Regions from separate parts of the Mus musculus genome. Here region 2 is linked to region 1. The links are chromatin contacts, called in public HiChIP or PLAC-seq maps. All regions are on one chromosome and are shown on one strand. Each heading gives the region's core, a stretch centred on a gene start, on an enhancer-like site or on the middle of the called end of the contact. The rest is flanking DNA. Distances are from core to core; before and after follow the strand shown. Region 1 holds the start of Psme1 (proteasome (prosome, macropain) activator subunit 1 (PA28 alpha)). Region 2 holds the start of 1700123O20Rik (RIKEN cDNA 1700123O20 gene).

The links. HiChIP or PLAC-seq counts read pairs in DNA pulled down with a chosen protein or histone mark.
Region 2: an H3K4me3 HiChIP or PLAC-seq map of bone marrow-derived macrophages shows a contact between it and region 1, with 5 times the contacts expected there. The contact joins the promoter of 1700123O20Rik here to the promoter of Psme1 in region 1. A contact is called at or near these places in 3 of 39 promoter capture datasets (the 3T3-L1 cell line, the C10 cell line and embryonic stem cells), 1 of 115 datasets of contacts at active chromatin or transcription factors (bone marrow-derived macrophages) and 1 of 9 other capture datasets (liver).

What each region holds. Positions count from the first base shown.
Region 1 is chr14:55,576,394-55,582,126 of GRCm38.p6, reverse strand. It overlaps Psme1 (proteasome (prosome, macropain) activator subunit 1 (PA28 alpha)), which reads right to left and starts at 3,633. Exons shown (of 11, transcript NM_011189.1): 1 at 3,514-3,633; 2 at 2,500-2,532; 3 at 2,294-2,356; 4 at 2,086-2,196; 5 at 1,968-2,013; 6 at 1,700-1,797; 7 at 1,464-1,532; 8 at 1,316-1,383; 9 at 1,155-1,209; 10 at 989-1,075; 11 at 600-826. The coding sequence starts at 3,552. The coding sequence ends at 746. Fitm1 (fat storage-inducing transmembrane protein 1) reads right to left here. Exons shown (of 2, transcript NM_026808.1): 2 at 5,175-5,733. The coding sequence ends at 5,200. Emc9 (ER membrane protein complex subunit 9) reads left to right here. Exons shown (of 5, transcript NM_033146.1): 3 at 2-71; 4 at 152-246; 5 at 384-603. The coding sequence ends at 564.
Region 2 is chr14:54,682,606-54,688,338 of GRCm38.p6, reverse strand. 1700123O20Rik (RIKEN cDNA 1700123O20 gene) reads right to left here and starts at 2,168. Exons shown (of 2, transcript NM_021437.2): 1 at 1,219-2,168. Acin1 (apoptotic chromatin condensation inducer 1) reads left to right here and starts at 1,408. Exons shown (of 19, transcript NM_023190.3): 1 at 1,408-1,870; 2 at 3,263-3,328. The coding sequence starts at 1,559.

The DNA of each region.
Region 1 (5,733 bases), core at 2,384-4,883:
GCCCCGGGCCTCTGGCCTTGAAAATCGCTGGGCGAATTGCAGAATTCTTCCCCAGGGCAGTGCTTATTATGGTGAGACTGGGGCTTTAGAGTGGGGAGGTGGGGAGGGAGTGGGGGAGGGTCCTTAAGACTCTCACCCTTTGTTCACCCAGCTGGATAATAAGAAATTGGTGACTCGGCCTCGTGTACCTCCAGTCATTGTCCTGGAGAACCAGGGTCTTCAGTGGGTGCCCAAGGACAAGAACTTGTGAGTGCTCCCTTCCCTCTGTCTCTTGGACACTCAACACTTGAGGCTTCTTTTGTCCCTGCCCTACGGCTTCTCCAGACACAGTCCTTAAGTCAGTGTCTAGCCCCATTGTTTCACATCCGTGTTTTCAATTTCAGAGTGATGTGGAGAGATTGGGAGGAGTCACGACAGATGGTGGGTGCGCTGTTGGAGGGCCGGGCTCACCAGCATCTTGTGGACTTTGACTGCCATCTTGATGACATTCGGCAGGACTGGACCAACCAGCGGCTTAACACTCAAATCACTCAATGGAGTGGTTCCACAGATGGAAATGCCTAAGTCAGAAGGGTCCACATACAATAAAGACATGGGCTGGTGGGCAACTATGTATTTATTGTGTTTGGGAGGCAGAGTGAGGGAGAAACCCCAGCCAGTAGGAAGAAGACTGCGTCCAGTCTAGAGTTCCTGGTGAAAAGCAGGAAGGTTTCTGCTATACCCATCACAGAATGAGAGAGGGGGCTCAATAGATCATTCCCTTGGTTTCTCCACGGGGCTTCTTGAGCTTCTCAAAGTTCTTCAGGATGATGTCATATAACACAGCCTATCGGAGCACAGAGTGGTGGAGGTCAGCCACGGGCCCCCCGGTAGTTCTGTATCCCATTTTTAGCTGTTGTCATCCTCCACCCCAAGACTGCTTGGTCAGAAATTTGATGGTCTGGGGAAGGTGCTTCTGTCCACCCCCGCCCTCCTCCCCCTTCCTCACATAAGCATTTCGGATCTCCATGACCATCAGACGGATCTCCTGGTACTCCGCCTCGTCCAGCTCGTGCACCAGCTGCCGATAGTCACCCTGCAGTTAGAAACTCAACAGTTAGCCCTGACTTGAAATCTGTCTTCCCCGGGAGCAGCCTGACCTGGGCCTCACCTACCACGTGGGGCTGCTTGGCTGCTTTGGCCACGGCGTCACCCCTCTCGGAGAAGTACCTGTGGAAAGTGGAAGTAGTATGTAGAGAGTGGAAAGAGAAGGCGGGCGCCCCGGGCCTGTCCCCAAAGCAGAGTGCGCTGAGGGTGTTGTGATGAGGCCACTCACTTGGAGATCTGCGTGTGGAAGCCTTCCAGCTTGGTGTGAAGGTTGGTCATCAGCTCAAACACCTTTTCCTGAGGAAGAAAGTGGAGAGCTGGGGAAGCTCAGGCTGGTTGCACAGTAGGGCTGTAGATTGAGGGGACAGTGCTCTTACCTGGACAGCCACGCCAAAATTATTCCCATCCTCTATCCGAGGTATCTGTAGCTGCAACCAGGTAGTGACCTTGGAGCAAAGAACGCGTCTTGGCTTTATCACCACATCCTTCCTTCCCCTCCATATACATACCCCGACTCCCAGGTTCCCAGTCTTCCCTCGTCTGCCCACATTGAGCCCTGGCCCGGACCATTGAGGACACTGCCTGGAGCCGAGACGAAGGCGGAAGAGCTCACCAGATTGAGTTGCTCAGTGACATCCTTGATCTCAGGTTTTAGGCGTTGCAGGAGGACCACAATCTTCTCATTGCAGTTCACTGGGCCACAGGGGGGACCTGGAGAGCGCGCAGTGGGTCAGGGAATGACTGGGCCACAGGGGGGACCTAGAGAGCGCGCAGTGGGTCAGGGAATGACTGGGCGTGCGAAGTTTGGAAAGGGGAAAGCAGAACCGCAGCCTGGAAGCTCTGGGTCACCAGTGTCTTCCCAGCACCTCGCTTCCCCGTACCTTTGTCGTCTTCGTCCCCTTTCTTCTTCTCTTCCTTCTCTTCCTTCTGTAGGGAGGAAGACAGGACTGAGGCTGATGCTCTCTATGGCTGGCCCACCTCCCAGGTCTCCCAGCTTGCCTCCTGTTGCTTCTTCCGCTCCTCCTTCTCTTTCTCTTTGACTGGATCGGGTACTGGGATGTCCAATGGAGCCTTCAGATTGCTCAGGTTGGCTTCATTGAGAGCTGGCTCCTAGTGGTACGGCTGGAGATGAGGGTGTTCCTCTCATCTCACCCCACCCCCATCCCTGGGCTCCTCTTGAGTCCTTGCCTGGGGAGCCCCCGAGTACCTTTAAGAACGCATCCAACTCTGAGATTTTCTTGGGAAAATAGCTCCCAAGCAGGTTCTCTGTCTGGGTAAGACAGTGGAGGAGGACAGGGTCAGAAGCAAACACCCTTTCCAAGGCAGTGATGTAAGGGCTCACACTGCCCAGCGAGGGAGGCCAGAGTTGGGGGAGCTGGGTGGGGGTGGGGTCCCTGATGAGTTAGGTCTTACCTTGCTACACAGGTCTTCACGGAACACATCCACCTGTAGGGTATAGATAGGCAACCCTTCAGAAACCTAGCTTTAAGGCTAGTTCTTTTGAGGACAGTTCCCTTTAGGTGTAGGGGCTGACTTGGGGAATAGAGAAGCCACATCTGAAGAAAGTCAGATGGGTCCCTATATAGGGTGGCCTGGGGTGGTATGGTAGTTTTCAGCACACCTGAATCAGGGAAGAGTTCAATGGATCCCCAAGGGAGGCTGAATTTGGGGATAAGAATATTTCTGGGCAAGCTGGGTGTGATGGCACACGCCTTTAATCCCAGCACTCAGGAGGCAGAGGCAGGTGGATTTCTGAGTTCAAGGCCAGCCTGGTCTACAAAGTGAGTTCTAGGACAGCCAGGGCTACACAGAGAAACCCTGTCTCGAAAAACAAAACAATCAAAAAATATATATGTATGTGTGTGTGTGTATGTATATATATATTTATTTATTTCTGGGTCACCAGAGTTGTGCAAGAGGCGATAAGAGAGCCCTGTGGCCAGGCGTGGTACCACAGGCCTTTAATCCTAGCACTCCAGAGGTACAGACAGGTGGAACTCTGAGTTCAAGGCCAGCCTGGTCTACATATCCAGTTTCAGGAAAGCCAGAGCTACATAATAGAGGGACCCTGTCTCAAACCAAACAGAACCCTAAGACAGTGGGCAGAGAGAGTGCAGGTGCGTGCCCTTTCCGAGGGAAAGTCTGAGGTGGCTAGGGCAAGTCCCTCTCAAGGTCTCTGTGTGTAGCCCTGGCCCCAAGCCAGCAGACTTCACACTAGCTTCTAGGCTCCATTTCACCCCACTGGACCACAGCCGCCTCACCTACTCCCAAGGGATCAGGTGCTTCTGGCAGTAGCTAGGGAGCAGAACCCCCCCAACCCCCACTCAGGTGAGGGGGGCTAGGAAGTGGGCTCCCCCAGAGCTCTGGTCTGCTCTGAACCACGCCTCTCTAAAGCCTCTACTCCCCACTCGAACCCGCAACGCTCACCTTGGCTTGGGCTTCGGGATGGACCCTCAGTGTGGCCATGGCCAGAGCCGGGGGGTGGTGGTGAGCGCCGCACGAGGAACCTGGGGTGGGCAGCGGGAAGGGAAAGCGAAAGCACAGCTCGAAACCTGCACGGCCTTCCTGGGTTTGGGGAGTGGAGGGACTGGAGGAGGCGGGGACAGCCTACTGAGAGGCGGGGGCTCCGCCAGCAGCCGGAGTAGCGTTTCCGCCCGGCGCTCGGGTCTCTCCGTTTGGCAGCCAGGCCCGCCTCCCAACCAACGCCAGCACCCCTGCCCCTTCCCATCCTCGCCTGCCATTTCCCGGCACCCCCTGCTTCTGCTAGGGCCAGGGCAATAAATAAGCCTTACATGGGGGTTTAAAATCCTTAATGATCTGGAGTATGATCTGGTCTCTCTTCGTCTTCCCAGCGTGGTCCCCTGCCTAATATACTCCCGCCCACCAGACGATTATGCGGAGATGCTGGCACCATCCTTATACAAGAGTCAATCAGCTCTGCACAAAGCCATTGTGGCACCCTCTATTCCCCAATAAACCACTCCCCCACAGCAGGGACTCAGGCCTCTATGATAAAATCCATAAAGACTTTTCTTTCACAATCCTCTTCAAGTCCATTGCTTTCCACACTCATTCATTACACAAGCAAATACTTGTAGGCAGTGTTTATTCAGCTCCAAGGACTCTGCCCTTGAGAAATCTGCAACACTCTTCCCCTTAATGTCCTCACCCAGTTCTCAGCTTGGATGTCAATTTTTCTGAGAGAATGTTCTGCCATCATTCTTCAAATGTTCCGCCACCATTTTTCAGAAAGTACTTTCCCCGCTCAGTACGGCCACTGGCACCTGTGACTCTGATACCAGCCATTTTTGTTGTTGTCATTTGTTTTGTTTTTGAGTCAGGATAATACAATGGTTTAAACAGGAGCCAGGCAAACTTTCTGCAAGGGCTTAGTGATAGCTATTTAGTTTTGGGAAGTGTTAATATGCGGGTAGTAATATAGTAATTATGTGTATGTATGTATATACAAATATGTGTGTGTATATATATATATGTGTGTGTGTGTGTGTGTGTGTGTGTATAAAATCAGAATAGTAATAACCCTGAAAGGAAAGCAGCTCACGAAATTAATTAGTGCAGATGACTTTCAATAGAACTGCCCGGTGTAGTGGCACACGCCTTTAGTCCCAGCACTTGGGAGGCAAAGGCAGGCAGATTTCTGAGTTCGAGGCCAGCCTGGTCTACAGAGTGAGTTCCAGGACAGCCAGGGCTACACAGAGAAACCCTGTCTGGAAAAACCAAAAATAAAATAAAATAAATAAATGAATTATTAACTTATGGATTGGAGATTTTGAGTTTCATGTAATTTTCACACATCCAGAAATATTTTTCCAACTTTTTCTTTCCCGAGACCAGGTTTTTCTGTGTAGCCCTGGCATCCGCAGAGGGAAGCTGGTGCATCTAAAGGCTGCTTTAGTGGTACCGTCCCTCGACATCACAGCCCCCGAAAGACCCGGAAACCAACAGGATGGAAGTCACGTACAGGAAAACACAGGTCAGCAACTTCAAGAAATGATGAGGAAGGAACTTGAGCATCTTACCCTTCCCATTCTCTCTCTCGTCCCGAAAAGAATCGGAGGAGACAGAGCCAGGCCTGGTATGCTTTTATTTCTTTCAGTTATGTTTGCGCATTGAGCGGGATCGAGGGAAGAGCCCGTGGCCTGGGATCCCAGGGGACCAGGGTTGATGGTACCAGCTGCCATAGGTAAGGTACCAGGCAAACGTGCCTACTGCCGCACCCACCACCTTGTGGGTATATTGATGGAAATAGATGACCGTGCAGAGCAGCAGGAAGTTCCAGAGGCCCAGCAGCAGCACATTGAGTAGGAAAACAAGACGCAGTGGGGCGCCAGCTGGTAGCCCATGGGCCAGGTACTTGGCAAACACAGCGGCTTCCTCAGCCATGAGGAGGCAGCAGAAGGTGAGGAGGAAGGTGTGGGAGGAGACAGTGTAGCCCCTCCACTGGTGGCCGGCTGCCAGGCAACTCTTGCGGTCGGGCAGCTCATGCAGCAATAGGCCCTGGGGCAGAGGCTCGAAGCAGGAACCCGTCAGGTCCTCGATGAGTAGGAAGGCACGTCCGGCCCCCCGCCATACAGCTGCCCCCACCACCAGTCGGCTCAGGTGCCTGGCAGTCACTGCTACACGTCG
Region 2 (5,733 bases), core at 919-3,418, 890 kb after region 1:
TAGCTTCAGCTCCTGATCTGAACTTTGAACTCTGTGAGACAGGCACATACCCATAGACAGACACACATATACACAAAATAATAAAAACAAGCCAGATGGTGGGGAAGCCCTTAATCCCAGCACTTGGGAGGCACTCACAAGCAATCTCTAGTTCATAGCCAGCCTGGTCTACAGAATGAGTTCTAACACAGCTAGGGCTACACAGAGAAACCCTGTCTTGAAAAGAACCAAACACATAATAAGGAAAGGCAAGCAGCTGAGGCAACCTGGGTAGTAAAGAAAGAAATGATCAAAACCCACACAGAAAACACATCTTGCTTGCTCTCTCTCTAAAATTAAAGTGTGCAGCTTTTTAAACTTTGGTACAAGCAACTGGCCCTAACAGTTTGTTCCACAGTTACACAAGTGTGTGTGTGTTGGAGAGACATGATGCAAGAACCCTCTGTGCAATGCGTACACAGTCTCTGAAATCTGTTTTAAAAAATTTATGTTCTATGACCCCCTTATTAAATTCTGTACCACACCAGTAAACTTTAGAGCAGGCTAAGTCTTGTCTCAAATAAGGTAGCAGAAAATCAGAAGCCACACTAACTTTTTTCAGGTTCTGAAAAAAAAAATGCCTTTGCTTTCTTGACTTGGCCTAAAAAGTGTGCTATTGATGCACATCTCTGAACAGTTTTCCTTAATGGTTTATACCTGCAAGTGCCACTGACTTTGCATTATGTGTGCAAATGTAAGCCAACTTATTCCAAAATGTTTCCGTCCTACAGTTTGTTTCTCCAACAACGAAAACCTTCACCTCTCTATGACCGTAATTACTACTGCTGTTCCTACCTCTTCAAGTTGGAAGATTTGTATCGACAAAGAATAGAATCCCTAAACGTAAGTTCTAAGTCCCGGTTCAGGGTGACTGCCAGTTTCAAAGTGGCTCTACAGGGAGAAGTTTCTCCTAAAACTTCTCTTTTTCAGAGAAAGGTAATTTTTAACCCAGGGTCTTGCTACATGGCTTCCATGGTTATTGTCATTAATAAACTCAAAAGACCTGATTTTTCTTTTTCCCACGTAGGAAGCCGCAGGTCTCTCATTCCTTAGCCCCACAGGACAAAGTATTTCTTACACAGAATGGCCGGGATATAGAAGATGGAAGCAGGAGGGGTCCCCAAAAACCTGCAGACACCAAGTCTCATCTGGCCTAGGAGAGACTTCTTTTCCTCTTACCTTCCTTTTCCCCTTGGAAGACGCCCAGAGATCACAAGAGTCCTTCAGCTCCTGCTCCAACTCTCCGAGCCTCTTCCATGTTTCCTGAAAACCCGAAGCAGAGCCAGCCCCCAGTAACCCACGCACTTCCGGTCCGGAACCAGCCCCAAATACCCAAGTGCCCCAGCGCCCCGGCCCCCAGGTCCGGAGATAGCCGAATATCTCCGATTATGGGTATGCCAGATTCGAGGGCTTCCGAAGAGATTCGATTCAAAGCCCCGGCAAGCCGAAAACAAACGAGCCTGAAAGCCAGATGGGAGGGGCCAGCCGCTAGGTAGATGGAAAAAGCCGATTGGTACCGATGTGGGGACGGAAACGACCGAACAGCTCCGGAGAAACCCGGGGAATTCTGAGCGGTAATAGAGGGGTAGACTATGGCAGTGGGCGGGGCCAATCCGGTCCGTTCGAAGGGCGTTGGCGGAAATTACCGAAGATGCCCGAAGCCGTCGGGACGGACCCGAGTACCTCACGCAAGATGGCGGAGCTGGAGGAGGTGACTCTGGACGGGAAGCCTCTTCAGGCTCTGCGGGTGACCGACCTGAAGGCCGCACTGGAGCAGCGAGGCCTAGCCAAGAGCGGGCAGAAGAGTGCCCTGGTCAAGCGGCTCAAAGGGGTGAGAAGTCAGCGTTGCCGAGGTGTCGGAGGGGAGCGGACCCGGTAGAGACGAGTCTCCGCCGCGGCGCAGGCGCAGTGTCCGGGCTCGGCGCGAGCTCTCTCAGGCCGCCAGCGCGAGCCTGCAGATCCACGCGCACGGTGGTTGGTGTGGCTGGCGCTGGGATAGAGATAACGCCGGTTCCCGCCTTAACGGCAGCGGCGCGAGCCCAAAATGGGAGGGTGCGCGCTACTCTCCCGGAGTGTCTTAAGCTCCTTCCTTCTTCCCCCACCCCCTCCTTGTTTGTGTCTGTGTTGTCGGCGCATGCGCTGCAGAAGGAGTTAAATCCCTCTACAACCACCGGTGTGGCTGGCCTTAAGGGGGCGAGCAGGGCTGGGTCCGAGTTAGGGATACAGTTGGGCGGATGGGGTTGCTGTCTATGTCTGCAATAGGACATTTGTGATAGGGTAAAAAATGTCCGCTCGACTAGATTAAGTGAAAGGAAACCTTGATAGAAAGACTTGGTCAGAGACGGCTGTCTAATTTATAGGGAATCGAGCAGCAGTCTGGATAAGTATTTGGTGGCTATTGGTACGAGAGGTGAGACAGATTACTTTAGGCTGGGGATTTTGTGTCGGTTTGAGTAGTGAGGGTGAGCTTGTCGGGAGGTACACATACTGTGTATCGCTTTGGTGTAAATGGAGGGAAAGAAGGTGAGCTGAACTAGTGTTATTAGAGTTCATTAGCATACGTGACTCGTAATACTGATGGGGACTCTGGGTCAGTTCAGGGTTTGAGTTGACAGACCGTTGCTTATCCCGAAGCTGACAGTTTGTGGGTGGGTGTGGATTAGGTCAGACCACTGGTTACAAGGTCTGTGGTTAGTTTCCCTGTGAAATTTTTAATACATTTTATTTGTCCGGGTGTTACACTGCTGGAAGTTGTGCAAGTTCAGTTAAGTAGTTGTAGTTCTGAAAAACTAATCAAATAATAGTCAAATCCAAATTAGCCTCTTGTTGGTTTTATGTGATTTGAAACTTGTTCTGAGTACTTGGAATTTTTTTTTTGCCTGTATTACCGGATTTAGAAGTGGCTCCTAGTCAAAATTGCAGACAATAATAGAGATTCTAGTTCCGATTCTGTCATTTTTGCTGATTTTTGTGACATAGCCAGGTCACTGATTCTTTGTGTGCCTGTGTTTTACATTTGGGAGCAGTAACCATGGCTACCTTTAAGAGACTTATGAAGATGAATGAGAACAGTATTAATAAAGGGCTTTTAGTCTCGGTGAAAGGAATATAGTATAAATGTATATTTAAGTAATTGAATGAGAAGGCTGTGGGAGAGGTAGAGACCTGGATTGCGTTTTTGTTCCCCCTCCCGGTTTCTGATTTTTGCTCTTCTTTATACCAGGCTCTAATGCTAGAAAATTTACAAAAACACTCAACACCCCATGCTGCATTCCAGCCAAATTCACAGGTAAGAGAAAAGGTTTGTTTAGATAGAATGGGCTATTTGGAGACTATAGTAAGTAAATGGGAAGACATGGTGTTGTTTTCCTTGTCATCAGAAGCAGTATTTTCTTAAACTATTTTTATTGCAAGTGATCTCACACTAGACAGTTGATGTCTTTTTTTTTTTTTTAAGGTTTATTTTTATTTTATGTGTATGGGTGATTTGCCTCCCAAAGGGTCCCCACAGAGGCCAGAAGAGGATGTCAAATCCTCTGGAACTGGAGTTACAGACAGCCGTGAGCCACCATATGGGTGCAGAATTGAACCTGGGTCCTCTATAAAAGCAGCCAGGCCTCTTAACCATTGAGCCATCTCTCCAGCCCTCAGACAGTTGAATTCTAATCAACCTCAATTTTGTATAAAGACATGGAGTTTAAAAAAAGAAAAAGAATTTAAAAAATACAGTTTTATTTGAAAGAATTTGATACCTTATTAGTAACCCCCTAGTTCTAGGACTAACTGCTTAACAATCTGTAGTTTCTCTTAAACATCTTTAATACTTTGATTACTTAGGACAAGATACTTAACACTTGGAGTCCTTTGTTTCTTTACCTGTAATAGGAAGAGTAGTCTGACTTAGGTCATTGTTTTATAACTACTCTGCCGGTTTGTCTTAGGAAAAAAACTTTCTTCTAAGAGTTTGTGCATAAATGTTTTTGTTGTTGTTGTTATTGTTGTAAAGTTGAATCAGAGTATCTCTGTGTAGCCAGAATGGCTGAGCACTCAAGCTATTCTATCTTCAGACTCAGGGCAGTCCCCTGCCCAGCTTCCCTAGTGCTGGTGTAATGGGCTTGTGCTCCATCCCCCAGATTTCTACAAATGTTTTATTTTGAAGACATTATCGTATAGTTAAAAACAAAATACAAGTTTCTACACTATATCATCTTGTAGGGCGTTTTTCAGCTTTTAAACCCTTCATTTAGTGTGTCACACACTTAAAGGAAAATGCATTGGTGTGGGCCCAGGACACTGGAAAAGGTGCTTCCTGTTCCCTAATACCTCATTCAAATCTAGGCCCATCATCTAGTCAGCTCTGGGAGGTTACACAGCGTTAAAAGGCTACCTAACGGCCCGGAGAGATAGCTCAGTAGTCAAGAGTGCTTGTTGCTCAATGACTCAAACCAGAGCTCAAGATCTCAGCACTATATCAGATGGCTCACACACACCTGTAGCTCCAGTTCCATGGGATCTAATGTCTCCTCGGTTCCTGAGAACATGACTGAGCACACAAACACAAGCATGCACTCACAGATACATGTACATACACACATAAATGAAGCTGAGAAGATGACTCGGTAGTGCCCTTTATAGAGGACCCAGGTTTGGGTCCCAGCACCTACATGGTGGCTCACAGACATCCATAACTCCAATTCCAAGGTATCCTATATCCTCCTCTATCCTCCTCTGCTATAGGCACACACATCCATGCAGTTAAAACATTCAGGCGTGTAAAATAATCTTTAAAAACCAATTAAGAAAAAACCTAAGATAGTTCCGTCATAGTTGTATTTTGGATCGCACTTTAGACTGTGCAGTTTTACTTGTATCAACAAAGGTTGTGCAGCACATACGCTTGTTTTCTCAGACTTATAATCCACATTTTGTCTGTGGCCATTGGCTACTAAGGGACTTACTGTAAGGGAAATAAGCATTTCCTGCTAGAGAATATGACAGAAAGCACAGGAAGTATTGGACTGGCTTCATTTCTGAAGGTCTATAGGCATGTAAGGACTTAAGGAGGAGAGTTTGTGACAAGAAAGCTGAAGGACAAAGAGTGATGTTTGCACCCTACAGAAAGGGGCACAGGGGTAACCCTGGTCTGGCTGCCCTGGAATTCCTGCCTCTGCCTCCGGGGCTGGGATTAAAGCACGGGCCATAACTAGCCTGGCGTGCTGAGGTTTCTTTTCACTCAAACAACAAAACGGCTGATTGGTTGCTTTGGAGTTTTTGAGGCAGGGACTTAGTGTGTAGCTCAGGCTGGACTCAAACATACAGCAGTTTTCTAACCTCAGCTTCTCTGGTGGGATTGCAGGCATACGCCATAAATACACCCCTTTCTGTGGTTTATTTTGTTTAATTTTTAATGGAAGTGGAGTTACAAGTCTCTCAAGTATTAATGTATGTTCCTTTCCTTTGTCTCTTGATTTTATGTATTTAAATAGTTTTTTATATTTATTTATAGTTTATGCATATATTTGTTATGCCTGCAATTGTGTATATGCACCATGTTTATGCCTGGTCCCCCCAGGGGTCAGAAACAGGCATTGGATACCTGGAACTGTAGTTAACAGATGATTGTGAGCCAGTACACACTGGGACTCAAACCTAGGTCCCCTGTAAGAGTGAGCAGCTGGTGCTCTTAACCGCTGA